Linked DNA regions of Gossypium hirsutum: region 2 is linked to region 1. A link is a contact called in public Hi-C data. All regions are on one chromosome and are shown on one strand. Each heading gives the region's core, a stretch centred on a gene start, on an enhancer-like site or on the middle of the called end of the contact. The rest is flanking DNA. Distances are from core to core; before and after follow the strand shown. Region 1 has its middle 19 kb from the start of LOC107950082. Region 2 holds the start of LOC107950755 (circumsporozoite protein).

Region 1 (3,029 bases), core at 141-2,640:
AAATATGGATATTAAGACTATGTATACTACAATTAAATATGTATTATAGATATTTAGGGAATTCAAAAGAGTTTCATAAGGTTACTGATTTTTTTGAAAAATGAGTGAAAATTTGTTTGTGGCTGAGTTTGTGGTAGACGCTAGTCCGATGACCTCAAACATTGGAATTGGACGTGCTACCAAGAAGGTGAAACACCGATCAGATTTTCCACCAGATATGGATAACCCTACGATTGACTAGAATGGTGTTAAGATTCTGGAAAATGATACAAACAAGACTTCATATAAAAACACCTTGATAGGTAATTCATTTCGTTCAAATCCAGTGCTAAAGGAGGAAGCTTTTGCACTACAAGAAGGAGATGTATTGACAGAAATGACTGACAGAATCCCATCGATCACATTTTTTTGAAAGGGTGCAAAAATTCATTGAAAGGAAGATGGAAAGAACAATCATTATCAAATTGTTAGGATGAATGATTACTTTCAATGCCTTACTGAATAAGATCATGTTGTTATGGAGACCCAATCAACCTTTTAGCCTTATGAATTTGGAGAATGATTTTTATCTGGTATGATTCAATGATGAAGAAGACTATAACAAAGTATTGACCAGTGGCCTATGGGTAATCTTTGGGTAGTATCTCAAAGTTCGGCCATGGTCGCCGAACTTTTCGACTACTCAAAATGAGATTGACACCCAAGCTGAATGGGTTAGACTACCTGGCCTCCCAAAGGGGTACTATTCGGACTTCCTACTTAAGGCTATTGGGCAAACTATTGGTCCAATTTTGAAGATTCACGAGAATATTGATAGTGCTAGAATGGGGCATTTTGCACGATTGGCGATCTGTGTTGATCTCCGGAAGCCATTGGTATCAAAGATAAAAATCAATGGAAGAATACAACGCCTTGAATACGAATTGTTACCTAACGTTTGTTTCAGTTGTGGACTTTATGGGCATAGTTCTGAATCATGCCCAAAGATATAGGCTCCACAGGCGACGAATGCAAGTTATTCAAAATAGAGTGGAAAAGGAATGTTATGGCCCTTGGATGTTAGTGGAATGTCGATAGTGATGAATCGGAACACAGCGGTTATAGGGAACAAGAATGACAATAATCTAGGTGTGACTGCTGGAGGATCTCGGTTTAATGTTCTTGATGTGAATTAAGGGCTTGTTGATAATGATGAGATCTCTAATAGGGATATTTACTAGAGCAGATTTCGGGGAAAGAGTGAGCAGACTATGGATAAAAACAATAAGGCTTCCAATTCTGCCACTTGCCAAAAGAAAAATAATTTAAAAGCAAAAGGTAAAGGTATCTCGGTTGCTAGTGGGCTTTGAACGAATCTCAACATCTTAAAGCCTAACAATACTGTGAACGGGCTTTCAAGTTCAAGTGGACAAGGGCTAGTTGATGATGGGTAAAAAATGGGCCATAAAGAAGTGACTGATAGGAATGGGCTTTTTAAGTTTCAATCATTTCAGGTTAAGGCATCCCTAAATGGTCAGAAAAATAAAGCTGTGAAGATTCTAGAGGGTAAAAATTTTGATTCAGTTCACAGAAAGAAAAGGAATATTGGGGAATCAAGCGTAGTTTTGGAATTATCAAAACCGAAGGACATAACAAGTAAGAAGACAGGTCAAGAGCCTTTATACATGGATGTTCCTCGATCGCGAAAACCGCCGGATGTAGGGGCTTCAAGGTCTTAACACATAATGGTGGAGGTAATGACAGCTATGGAGGAAATTATATCAAGAATAAAAAGAGATTCAAGCCATGTTTCTATGGTTGTTTAGGACAACATTTTGATGGAGACGATTGATGTTGAAGATAGTCGGAATGAGAAGCATATGGATTGGTTCTCTTCCTTGCCCTATGGGTGTGTTTTATCTTTTCTCTCATTTGTTATTTATGGATACAAAATTAATGTTTTGGAGTTGCCAAGGTGTTGGCCATCCACATTTCCATAGATTCATTAAGGAGTATACAAAAGAACTTTCACCAGATTTAGTTGGATTTTTTTATACTCGAATTAGTGACTCTAGGGTAGATGATGTTATTGAAAAATTAGGCTTCCAAAATTCATTCAAAATTGAGGCCATAGGGTTTTCTTGGGGTATATGGTTATTATGGAGTGATAACATCAAAGTTGATGTCATTGATTTGCATTCACAAATGGTTAATCTGAAAATTGTAAGCAGATAAGGACATATAAGTTTCCTATGTTTGGCTGTTTATATGAGCCCTCACCCAACCAAAATGAAATTTCTTTGGTAGTTTTTGGACTCTATAGCATTATCAGTTAAGGAGCCTTGGATTCTTGATGGAGATTTCAACTCCATTCTGGATAGTTTGGAGCATGACGGTGGTGTTATTCGTGTGAAGGCAAGTTGTAATTTTTTTTAAGGATTTCTTATTCAAGAATAAGCTGAGGGATATGGGTTTTTCTGACCCTCGTTTCACCTGGAGTAGAGGTAATCTTTTTCAAAGACTTTATAGGCCATCTGCAACTCATATTGGAACTGTTTCACTCCAGATAGTTTGGTCTGACATCTCCACAAATTGAAGTCGGATCCTCGACTAATCTTGGTTAATTTGGGTTCTAGTGGCCATAATCATCAGAATACAACTTGTCGGCCTTTCAAATTTATAGCAAGCTGGCTACTTCATCCAGAATTTGGGGATTTGGTGTGTAATTATTGGAACCACAAAATTGATGTTGTTTCAAACTTGGAACTTTTTCAAGCAGAAGTCTAAAGCTGGAACAAAAATGTTTATGGTAATATTTTTGCTCGAAAAAATGAATTGGTAAAGCAACTCGAACGTGTAACGGGTATTTTGGAGGTTCGATCATCTTTAGGTCTACAAGCTCGAGAGTTTGAATTATGTCAGGAAATTGAAGAAGTCTTGAAGCACGAGTGTCACATCCTGAAATTGGGTCTAGAAGTTTGGAGGGTAGTTTTAGAATTATGGCCTAAAATTGGGTTCGAGAATTCATGATATGCAACCCAAAAATATCT
Region 2 (2,726 bases), core at 163-2,662, 44 kb before region 1:
TGGCTTCAATATTTGACTTTTCCTGACCCTTTTGCACATTGTTACCTTCTATCTCACCATCTGTATTCCCTTTGTTATCATGTTTTGATTCTTCCAAACCCTTTTGCACGTTATCAACTTCTTTCGCACCATTCGTCTCTCCTCTGGTTTTAAGATTTGATTCTTTCTGACCTTTTTGCTCATTATCACCTTCTTTCGCACCATCCATCACTCCTTTGGATTCCTGACCCTCCTTATCGCCTTTTCCACCATCTGCCTTTCCCCTGGCTTCAAACTGCGATTCTTCCTTACCCTTTTGCTCGTTATCACCTTTTGTACTGTCCACTTTTCCTCCGGCTTCAAACCGCGATTCGTCCTTACCCTTGTGCTCATTATCACCTTTTCCACCATCTGCCTTTCCTCCGGCATCAAAATGTGATTCTTGCTTAGCCTTTTGCACATTATCACCTTCTCCACTATCGGTCTTTCCTCCGGCTTCAACATGTGACTCTTCCCGACCCTTGTGCTCAATATCACCTCGTTGTTCATTGTCTGAATTTCCTTCTGCTTCACTACTTGAATCTTTCCCATCCTTCACCAAATTCTCACCTCCATTTGAACCTGATTGCAGTTTCAAATTACTCTTACTTGTATCACTCCCAATATCTCCTTTTGATCCATTAGTTTGATCTCCTCCATTACCTTTCAAGTTTTTAATTCCAATTGAATCTGAAACAGATTTAGATTCACCATTTTCCTTCAACAGTTCCACTGTGCCATCTAATTTCTGATTTAAACCAGTCTGTTCGTTCCCCTAAAAAGGAAAAATCAATGAGAAATTTTATTTGATCCCATGAATGAAATTAAAAAATTTAATCAACTTTCTCCATTAAAAAAAAAACACTCACCTTTGGATCAGAACCTGAGCAATCGACAGCAACTAGCAGTAGAAAAAATCCCATCAAAAGAACATAATTTCTTTCCATATTTAACATAAACCCAATTTTTTTGCTACAATAAGAACCTATTCATCACAGAATTTAATCAAAAGCAACCTCAAAACAGTCTAAATATATATGAAGAAGAAGAAGAAGTTGAAGGTTTCTAACCTTAAAAAGTAGACCTTTTTTTGTACACTAATTTGGACAGCTTCCACATTCACCACTTCCAAACTTGAAATACTTCATTTCTCATCAAAATTTTAGAGAAAAAAGAAGATCAGACATACAAGGGTAGATTTAAAAAAAAAAAGTGTTGGAATAGGAACAGGGGTTAACTGGGGGAGAAAAAAAACAAGGAGACTTTGAACCGAGAAAGGAAACGGTGGCGTTTAGGAGTTATATATAAGCGGAACAGAGTTCCAAGGATATAGGTTGCATAATTGACATTGGCTTTGGATCGCATCGCAAATCTTCTTTTCCTGTTTCTGAAGCAACGTTAATTATTATTATTAACTTTTTTAATTTACGATTTTTTAAATCATTTTATGACACTTGCAACATTAGTTATGTATCAATATAAGTGCGATATTCAAGTTTAGGTATTAATTATGTTTAAAATAAATTTAGATATCTGTTTTTTTACATATATAATATAAAAAAAAGTTTCAAAATGGTATACCAGCTGAACTATTTACGAAAATGGTGTATCAGGGATGGTGGAGGGTGGCGCATAGGTGGCACCACCTTTATTTTTAGACTTTTCTGACTGACAGTGAAAAAAACACTTTTTTAATAGGTGAAACCTTTTGAATACGCAACCCGAGTACAAATACAAAACAAATATAAAATGAAATTAAAAAAAAGGAAAATCGAAAAAATAGGGTGAAGGGTGAGTGTCAGGCGGCACTGGTGAAGCCCTCTTAACAGGCGACATCATGTTAGCCCTAACTCCCTCGACTATTGCGTCGTGATGGGATGAGACCCATAAGGGTCTTGTGAAATCGAGTTTGGGGGACCTTATAACCATGGTCCCTTAAAGTGAAAAAAAGAAAAAAGAAAAATGTTATGGTTTAGCTAACGGTCATATCTTTGTTTATATTTCTATTAAGACTGTTAAAAATAATTAGTTAAACGCTGCAATTTCTTTTGAGTGGATTAGTGATACGATGAGTTTTTTGTCTAGTAAAAAACGGGTGCGTTTAGTCTATTGCAGTATAGCGGTTATTGCTGTCATTATATTGCTTGTAACCGAAAGGGAAAGACATGAAAAATTGAATTCTGTTTTCAGCTTCTTTTTTCTCTTTCTGTTTTTTCTCTGGATTTCCTCTCTTCTTTCTTTTTTATCTCTATCTCAAATCATTCTTCAACAAAGGTATCAAAGCTATCGATCCTCATGACTGGTGACGGAGTAACCATGCAAATGTAGAAGGAACTCGGACAGATCCAAGGTGAACTTTCTCACATGCAGTCAGAGTTTTCTCAGTTGAATACATGAATTGATGTTCGGTTGAAAGATCTACAAGAAGGAATCAAGTCGGAGGTACGTAAATGAATCAAGTCGGAGGTACGTACAAAACTTCGTTCTGAGCTTCACTCTTTATTTGAGCAATATTTTGGTCATGGACCTCTAATGGCAGTGGACGGTGCGGTGAATAGTAAAGGTAAAGGGATTTTGGGGTCACCACCTAGTTTCCCATCTTAAGAACACATAATAGTATCTCCGATGGCAGATCTAGGCCATTCAAGCATGTCTTCATGTGGAGTGATGGTGGAAGCTAATCGTTTCACTTTTAGGATGGAATGCCC

The links. A called contact is a pair of places that touch in the nucleus more often than the background predicts.
Region 2: a Hi-C map of leaf shows a contact between it and region 1, with 3 times the contacts expected there. The contact joins the promoter of LOC107950755 here to the enhancer-like site in region 1. A contact is called at or near these places in 14 of 34 Hi-C or Micro-C datasets (anther, callus, fibers and 3 more).

Annotation. Positions count from the first base shown.
Region 1 is chrD03:33,599,217-33,602,245 of Gossypium_hirsutum_v2.1, reverse strand. No RefSeq gene overlaps it. Among protein-coding and RNA genes, the nearest start is that of LOC107950082, 19 kb to the left of the region's middle. Within about 2 kb of position 1,390, at least 8 of the 9 cell types and tissues checked have an H3K27ac peak or open chromatin away from gene starts, as enhancers often do. A contact at or near this core is called in fibers and leaf, where this site is marked.
Region 2 is chrD03:33,643,093-33,645,818 of Gossypium_hirsutum_v2.1, reverse strand. It overlaps LOC107950755 (circumsporozoite protein), which reads right to left and starts at 1,412. Exons shown (of 5, transcript XM_016885706.2): 1 at 1,089-1,412; 2 at 888-1,003; 3 at 1-793. The coding sequence starts at 974.